Regions from separate parts of the Sus scrofa genome. Here region 2 is linked to region 1. A link is a contact called in public Hi-C data. All regions are on one chromosome and are shown on one strand. The core of a region is the stretch at or near the end of the contact, and the rest is flanking DNA. Distances in the headings are between cores, read along the strand shown. Region 1 holds the start of SLC25A44 (solute carrier family 25 member 44). Region 2 holds the start of KIAA0907 (UPF0469 protein KIAA0907 homolog).

Region 1 (4,695 bases), core at 1,640-4,139:
GTCCAATTGGAGCTGTAGCCACTGGTCTACGTCAGAACCACAACAGTGGGGGATCAGAGCCGCATCTGCAAGCTACACCACAGCTCATGGCAATGCCGGATCCTTAACCCACTGAGCAAGGCCAGGGATTGAACCCTCATCCTCATGGATGCTAGTCGGGTTCATTAACTGCTGAACTACAACGGGAACTCCCTTCTGCAGTCTTTTTTTAAAAATTTATTTTTAGATTTTTTTTTACCATTTTTATTGAAATATGGTTAATTTTACCATATTGTGTTAGTTTCAGACGTACAACAGTGATTCAGTTGTGTATATGTGTATACATTTTTTTTTCAGATTCTTTTCCCATTATAGATTATTACAAGATATAGACTATAGTTCCCTGTGCTATACAATCCTTGTGGTTTATCTATTTTACGTATAACTGTGTGTATATGTTAATCCCAAACTCTTAATTTATTTTTCCCACACGCCCCAGATCATGCAGTCTCGATGCAGAATTTCTTCCCAGAGAAACCTCAGTGTTGCTCTAAAGGCCTTTCAAATGACTGAATAAAGCCCACCCACATTATTAAAGTATACTTTACCTAAAGTGGACTGATTGTAGATGTTAACCACACCTACAAAATACCTTCACAGCAACACCTATTAGTAGTAGCAAGGTACAAGAGCCTAGCCAGACTGATATAAAACTATCACACTAAGTTTGAAATGCCCACTAGATATTTTGAGGCTATTGTTAACACAAATCTGGAGTTCAGGAGAGATCGACCCTAGAGGTATCAAATTCTTTAATTGTAGTAAAATATACACAACATAAAATTTACTAACATTGAGGGAGTTCCTGTCATGGCTCAGTGGTTAATGAATCCGACTAGTATCTGTGAGGATGCACGTTTGATCCCTGGCCTCACTTAGTGGGTTAAGGATCTAGCATTGCCGTGAGCTGTGGTGTAGGTCACAGACATGGCCTGGATCCCACGTTGCTGTGGCTGTGGCACAGGCCAGCAACTACAGCTCCAATTTGACCCGTCGGCTGGTAACTTCCATGTGCCACGGGTGAGGCCTTAAAAAGACCAAAAAAAATTTACTATTAGTGACATTGTCATTCACAATGTTGTAAATCATCACCACTACCTAGTTCCAGAACACTTTAATCACTCCAAAAGGAAATTCTGCAGTCAGTCCCCATTCTTCCTCCTCCTAGTCCCTGGCAATCACTAATCGATCCACTTATCTGCTATCTAAATAGATTTGTCTATTCCGCATATTTCATCTAAATGAAATTACACAATATGTGACTGTTGTGTCTGGCTTATTTCACTTAGCATAACAGTTTCACAATTCATCCACACAGCAGTACATATCAATTTTTCATTCCTTTTTCATGGCTGAGTAATAGTCCATTGTATAGCTAGGTCACCATTTGTTTCTACTTTTTGGCTATCGTGAATAGTGCTGTTATGAATCTGTGTGTGTAAATATTGTTTATTTGTTTTTTGTTTTTCTTTTTTGGCGGTCCCTTGGCATATGGAGTTCCTGGGTCAGGGATCAGATCTGAGCCGCAGCTGTGACCTAGGCTACCAGCTGCAGCAACACTGGATCCTTAACTTGCTGGGGATCAAACACATGTCCCTGAGCTCCAGAGATGCCACTGATCCCATTGCAACACAGCAGGAACTCCTGTGTACAAGTTTTTGTTTGAACACCTGTTTTCAGCTCTTTTGGGTATATATTCAGAGTGAAAATGCTTGGTCATATAGCAATTTTGCTTAACATTGAGGAATGATCAAACTGGTTTCCACAGCAACTGCACCATTTTACATTCCCACCAGCAACGTCAGGGTTCCAGTTTCTCCACATCCCTGCTAACACTTGTCACTTTCTAGGTTCTCATTTGCTTGCTTGCTTGCTTTAATTTTAGCCATCCTAGTGGGTGTGCAGTGGGGATCTCATGGTTTTGATTTGTTTTTCCCTAATGACTAATGATGTTGAGCATCTTTTTATGTGCTTATTATCCATCTTCTTTGGAGAAACATCTATTAAAGTCCTTTGCACATTTACAAAAAAAAAAAAATTGGGTTGTCTGTCTTTTTGTTGTTGAGTTATAGAAATATCTATTTTGAAATGAATTGACTCTCCAAACCTAGCCTTCTCAGTCCCTCCTGTAAAGGGCTCTGCCTCTTTTTATTTTTTTTTCCTATTTATTATATATTTTTTCATTATAGTTGATATAAATGTTGTCCATTTCTGCTGTACAGCAAAGTGACTCAGATATATATATATTCTTTTCGTCAACTTATATCATGTTCTATCAAGGGTGACTGGATATAGTTTCCTGTGCCATACAGCTGGACCTCTTTGCTTATCCATTCTAAATGTAGTAGTTCGCATCTACTAACCCCAAACTCCCACCGCCTCTTCTTTTAAATCCATGTATTAACAAATAGTTATAAAGCAAGAAGAGATCACTCCATCTCCAGGATGTTCCCTATTCCTGTAGTTTTGAGTTCCCAAGTCTCCAAAATCTAAACTTAGTCCTTCCTGCTGCACATTGGCCTGTTTTGGTTCTGTAGATGAGAAAAGTTACACAAAAATTAGATGAGATTTTAACTTAAGGATTCCAGGAGACTTGAAACGCAAGGTGACCCGTTGGGAACAAGACCTTCAAGAAGTGGCCGCGACCCAATTTCCACGAATTCGAAAGAACACGCATGCGCTGTAGAAGAAGGGGCTAAAGAAGGCGTGGCCTCTGCCCAAATTCAAGATGGCTACCAGGACCTTCCGCCTTTGCTGCGGAGGCGGGGGGCGAGGCTAAAGACTCAGAACGTCATTGGTGCAGTTGCCCACCGTTCATCCCCGCCCCCTGCAGGGGGCGGGAGTGACAGTGTCCCAATTTCCGGTTCCGGCAGTACCGGGATCCCGGTCGAGATGGAGGAAGATGCGACCGGAGGCCGTCAGTTGCCGGGAACAGAGGATAGAGTGGGAGCTGCGGCCTAGAGGTCCGCTCTGGGAGTTTGCCTCAGACGCGGCAGAACCGCCCTGAACTGAGAAGGTACGAAATCACCGGCTTGAGGTGCCTAAGGACTAAGGTCTCCTAGTACCGAGACCTGTCAGGGAGGCAGCGGTTGCCTGCAGTGCACGGCAGCAATTTACTGGGAACCCGCCGCGCAGTTTTGGGAATGAGGGATGACTCCAGCGACGCATCTCTTCCTATCGGAGGAGCATGGGGTTCGCCGACAGCGAAAGAAGCATGGCCAGAGACATGGCTAGGGGCATGTCCAGGATCTAAAGGCGGCAGTTTCGGGGGTCAGGACAGAAGCTACTTAAAGGGGGTGTCATGTGCAGTAGGTGAAGAGGATTGTCGTGTGATGTCTGTCATGAGAGATCACGTGGGCACCTATGGAAGACCAAAGGAAGGTTGAGTGGGAATCTCCTCCTGTCCTGGGGGGAGATTACCTTGAAGGGAGGGGTTGGAGGCACGCCCAGAACCTTCCCTAAGGAAATGCATGTTCTTTAGGACAGGTGGGCGAGCATGTAAATATATTCACGTTCCTAAGGTAGATAGCTCTCAGGATGCAGAGCCTTGATGGAGATGCAGTAAGAAGAACAGAGGAACAGAAGGAGGAAGCAAAGATCTTGATCCCAGCACAGAAGTGGGAACCAGACCTCATAGGTGTCTTGTCAGGAGCTGTAGACAGATGATTTGATTTGGTGAATGTTGTTGACTGAAAAGAACTGAATGAGTCTATTAGTCAGCATTGGGCCCAGTCCTGGGGACAAGTCAGGATGGAATCAGAGGGCTCTTAATGTAGTCATAGTGGTCGTGGACTCCTAGAGTAGTTGTTATTGTTAGAATACTGACAATCCTTAATGTTTAAGGCAATACTTTTCCAAACTCTGATATACATATTGATCACCCAGAGATCTTGTGAAAATGGTTCTTATTCAGCAAGTCTACAGAGCATCCTGAAGTTCTGTATTTCTACAAGCTCCCAGGTGATGCCAGTGTTGCGGGTTTGTGCACCACTCTGAGTAGCAAGGATTTAGAGCACCACTGTCCAATAGAAATTTCTGCAATGATGGAAGTGCTTTGCTGTTAATAAAAATGGCTTTGCATATTTTAGCACATGTGAGTTGCACCACACTGTTATATAGCTGTGGCAGGCTTTATTAGCTCTATATCATAGATGAGGATATTGAATTTTAAAGAAGTGACTTAGTTCCAGTCCTACTAGTAAGTAATGGAAGTGGAGGAACTCCTGACCACTAATGTTCTTCTCATTGAATGACCTTGCCTTCCAGGTGACTCAGAACCTAGTGAATAGTCTGGTATAGGTTTTTCTGGTACATGAAGAATTGAAGTGGAGAGGAAGTGTGCTTATCTAGGCCAGTTTGTTCCTTCCCTCTGGTGGTCTCAGCAGCAGGGCCTTTGCCTCTGACATCTCATTTGATGACTTCGGGACATCCTGGGTCATCTATTGGGTCTTCATATGAGGCACTTTAACCTTTGTGATTGAGGCCTGTGAAAAAATGGGGGAAAATTCAGAATTGAAGCCCTACACACAATACATAAGGGTCTGGGAAAGAGCCATAAAGAAGTTGAGCAGGAATTAACTCTGTGGCTCAGCAGTTAATGAACCCAACTAGTATCCATGAGGACGTAGGTTTGATCTCTGACCTTGCTCAGTGGGT
Region 2 (4,695 bases), core at 903-3,402, 240 kb before region 1:
AGTCCACGCATCAAACCTGAGTCCTCATGGATGCTAGTCGGGTTCGTCAACCATGACGGGAACTTCGGCAACTTTTAATTTAAGCCAAAAGAATCCTTTTCAAACAATGACTATACTGGAATGAGCTACCTGGGAACACAATAAATTCTCTGAGAACTCTAGAGGCTTTCAAGCAACTGTCCAACATAACTCTGAAGCCAGACATCTGTGTCTACCATTTACAGATCTAGAACTAGTTACTTTCCATTCATGAACCTAATTTTCCTAATCTATAAACTGGTAACAATATCCCATTCCATAAAATTGCTATAACAATTTTTTTTAAAGAACAAAGCATGTCTTCTAACAATGCAAACAGACCTATACCCATTATCCTATAGAAAGATTCTATGGCAAGGTAAATTAAATGCTTCAAAGTTCAGACCCATATTAGTTGTAAGATTCTAATTATAATAGGGAGTATATAACCTAGGTATTCTGATTTCCTCAATTTGCATTAAAACAGCAAAAGACATATATATATATATATAAATTACTCATTTTAGTTCATGTCCAACAGCACTTTAATTAGGCAGTCATTAGAAATGTGAATCTACAGATTTTTTTTTTTTTTTTTGGCCGCACCTGAGGCATATGAAAGTTTCTGAGCCAGGGATCTAATCTGCACCACAGCGGTGACCCAAGCCACTGCAGTGACAATGCTGAATCCTTAACCAGCTGCACCACAGGAGTACTCCTAAATCTATAGATTTAATTAGAGATATTTTAAAGCTCACCACGATTTATCTGATTTTCTCTTTTGACTTCAGGGGAAATGCACATGTATCAAAAAACCTATTACATCACTGCTTTAAATGATCATGTAGACAGAACTAGGGCTGAACTAAGGGAACACAGACAAAACAAGTTATTTGGTCCATAAATGTAACTTAGCCCAAGCAAAATTGCCTCCTAGGAGTTCCCATCCTGGCTCAGCAGAAACGAATCTAACATCCATGAGGATGCAGGTTAGATCCCTGGCCTTGCTCAGTGGGTTAAGAATCTGGTGTTGCCGTGAGCTGTAGTGTAGGTTGCAGACAGGGGGCTCAGATCTGGTGTGGCTGTGGCATAGCAGCTGCAGCTCTGATTTGACCCCTGGCCTGGTAACCTCCATATGCCGCTCCTGCAGCTCTAAAAAGAAAAAAAAAAAAAAAAACTAAATTACTGTACCCCCACCCCCGAGAGTGTCTCCTTAAGACAAATGATTGTGAGATTACAAGATTACAAACTGCAATCAGCAGAATCCCCTCAACTTCAAATACCTTCTCAGCAGCATTCTGAGTTGGTTTAAGCTTTCCTTTGGCCATAAGCATGGCATTGATCTTAGCAGCCACAGCAGCAGCAGCGTCCAAGGCTCCAGAGGGAGCAGCTGTGGAGCCCCCAGGGCTTCCCCCACTGCTGGTAACCTCCCCACCTGGGGCTGCTGGTGGCAGGAAGAGAAGGGGGGCTGGAGCTGGTTGGTCCCATTTGCTGCGGCGCCTACAGGAAGAGGAAAATATTAGGCCACAAAGTTTTTACTATTTTTCTCCCCTTACTACACCTTAGTACCCCATTTTCCCGCTATCAGGCTCCCTTTACACTTTCGAATCTACTATCAGAGCTAAAATTACCATCTCTCCTTAAACAGACAACCACTGCAATATTTCCCCAAATCCTCACTTCTTTCAACCCTTTTCCTGAATCTACTTCCTTTCTACTCCGTCATCCCTATTAAAAGATTCTGGTGTCCTACAACCCTTCGTTCTCACCTTCCCTTTTGGCTCGTCATTCCCAAAGTCCCTGCTTTTCTCCTTTCTCTGATCCCCGCTGGCCTTTTTCTGGGGCCCCAGGCCTGCTCACGATCCTTCGCCCCCAAAGTCCGGCCCTCAAATACATACACTTCCCACCCAAGCGCCCCTCTACCCAGACGCTGCTTCCCATGATCCCTCCGCCTCTCCTGGGCCTCATGCTCGCTGCGATGCCCTCGCCAGAAAAGCTTTACCCGCCAGCTCCAGGATGTGTCGCGCTCCCCGCGGACATGGCGACCGGCTCTGATCAACCACCCGCCAACTACCCCACTACCTCCTTCCCGTCACTTCCGCCCCCAACGCCCTTACGCACAGCCTCTTCCGGTCGTGAGGCAAAGCGGTTCCGGTATAAAAGTCTATTCCGATTGGACTCCTGTTGATGTCAAGGCTTCTGGCCTTATTTGAAACAGATGGGGTGTGGCCTTCCTGCTTGCGCTTTCCCTTGAGAAAGATGGCTGCTAAATCTCATATTAAGGAAGAATTGGGGCAAGAAGAATCCATCTTTCTTGTGGGCAAGTCGCTAGCCAAGAGTACAACACGCATGAGTAAGGAAAATTAAACAGGTTTCTCCCCAAATTCAGTCACATTCTTGTAGAGTCCCAGCCGCTGACCTGGGACAGCGCTTTCCCGCGGCTTTTGCAAACTTCAAGTTTCAGTTACCTGCTTAGGGAAAAGGAAAGGACTCATCCCAAAAATTATTTGAAGATTTTTTTCTTTTCATTTCTGCGCGCCTGTCCCTGTTTTAAGAGCAGGGGGTCCTGCCTTTCTGACACTTAGAATGTGGCGTGGTGGCCACGCCGGGTATTACATAGAATAGGTTATAATAAACAAAGGTGGAGAAGATAAATGCTCAACTTGGTGGAGCTAACACGCAAGTATTTGAAAGTCACAGAGCCCTTCCAGTGAGGGCTAAAGAAGTGACCCAGCCTAGGTTATGAAATGGGAACTCCAAGGAGTCTCTACATAGAATCAATAAAATACAATGCTATTCTTGCAAACAAGTTTATGTACTGACAGGATTAACAGAATACAAATTCATTTAAAATTCACATTTTTAGGCGTCCCCGTTGTGGCTCAGTAGGTTAAAAACCTGACTAGTATCCATGAGGATGCAGGTTGGATCCCTGGTCCTGCTCAGGGACTTAAGTTGCTGTGGCTGTGGTGTAGGGCAGCTGCAGCTCCTGTTTGACTTCTATCCTGGGAACTTCCATGTGCCACACCTGTGGCCCTAAAAAAAAAATTTAAAGCCACATTTATAGTGTTTTCCCTTCAGCATTTAATAAATAAATGTCCCATATAAACATCTATTTCTGCATTCTTTTCTATTGCATGAATCTATTTTTTCCTTTGCTATAGTGTTTTGTGTGCGTGTGTGAGCTTTATTTGGGCCACACCTGTAGCATATGGAAGTTCCCAGGTTAGGTGTCGAATTGGAGCTACAGCTGCCCACCTACATCACAGTGACAGCAACACCAAATCTTTAACCCTCTGAGTGAGGGAACATTTAACCCAGGGCTTGAACCCACATCCTCATGGGTACTAGTCAGGTTCATTATCACTGAGCCACAATGGGAACACCTGCTATAGTGCCTTTTTTTTTTAGTGTCTTTATTTCCTTTTTTCTTTTTCTTTTTTCTTTTTCTTTTTTCTTTTTTTCTTTTTTTTCAGTTGCACTAGCAGCATGTGGAAGTTCCTGGGCCAGGGATTGAACTTAGCCACAGCAGTGACAGGGCCTAATCCTTAACTATTAGGTTACTAGGGAACTCCTTTTTATTTATTCGTTTTTTCTTTGTTTCGGCCTGACCCAAAGCATTTGGAAGTTCCCAGGCCAAGGATGGAACCTGAGCCACAGCAGTGACAACACCAGACCTTTAGCCCTCTGCACCAGCAGGAAATTCCTATGATATATTACAATAGTTTTATGCCTACTTTAGAATCTGTTATGGTAAAGCCATTACACCTACAATTTTTTGTTTATTCTGACAGGTGTATTTTTCCAAATGAATTTCAGATTAAGCATTGTTTTCCCTTTGTGTTGACTCCCTAAAGAGCAATGTTGTTTATTTTTTCCTTTTAAAAAAAAATTGAACTATAATTCACATACTGTAATATTTACTCTTTTTTTTTTTTTTTTTTTTTGTCTTTTTGTCTTTTCCAGGGCCGAACCCACGGCATATGGAGGTTGCCAGGCCAGGGGTCTAATCAGAGCTGTAGCCACTGGCCCACGCCAGAGCCAGGGCAACGCAGGATCTGAGCCGCATCTGCAACCTACACCACAGCTCATGGCAACGCCAGATCCTTAACCCACTGAGCAAGGTCAGGGATCAAACCAGCAACTTCATGGTTCCTAGTTGGATTCGTTAACCACTGAGCCACAACGGGAGTTCCAAAATTTACTCTTTTTAAAAATTGTGCATGGAGAGTTCCTATTGTGGTGCAGCAGAAACGAATCCGACTAGTATGAGGATGATAGTTCAATCCCTGGCCTCGCTCAGTGAGTCAGGGATTTGGCATTGGTGTGGCATGGGCCAGCAGCTACAGTTCTGATTCGACCCCTAGCCTGGGAACTTCCATATGCTGTGGGTACGGCCCTAAAAAGAAAAAAGAAATTGTGCAAGTGTCATCACTATCTAATTCCAGATCATTTTCATCACCCCAAATGCAGCCCTGCTCCCATTAGCATTCACTTCCCATTTTCACCTCCCACCAGCAACCAGGAACCACTAATCTACTTTCTGTTCTCTGTGGATTTGCCTATTCTGGCAGTTCATATAAATGGAATCACAGAATTCTTTCATTTAGTCTCTTTCATTTAGCACAATGTTTATGAGTTTCAACCATGTTGAAGCATGTATCAGTACTTTATTCC

What was found. A called contact is a pair of places that touch in the nucleus more often than the background predicts.
Region 2: a Hi-C map of liver shows a contact between it and region 1, with 12 times the contacts expected there. The contact joins the promoter of KIAA0907 here to the promoter of SLC25A44 in region 1. A contact is called at or near these places in 1 of 5 promoter capture datasets (liver) and 2 of 47 Hi-C or Micro-C datasets (liver and skeletal muscle).

What each region holds. Positions count from the first base shown.
Region 1 is chr4:93,855,347-93,860,041 of Sscrofa11.1, reverse strand. SLC25A44 (solute carrier family 25 member 44) reads left to right here and starts at 2,889. Exons shown (of 4, transcript XM_001928054.5): 1 at 2,889-3,055.
Region 2 is chr4:94,095,668-94,100,362 of Sscrofa11.1, reverse strand. It overlaps KIAA0907 (UPF0469 protein KIAA0907 homolog), which reads right to left and starts at 2,152. Exons shown (of 15, transcript XM_001928648.6): 1 at 2,021-2,152; 2 at 1,302-1,518. The coding sequence starts at 2,058.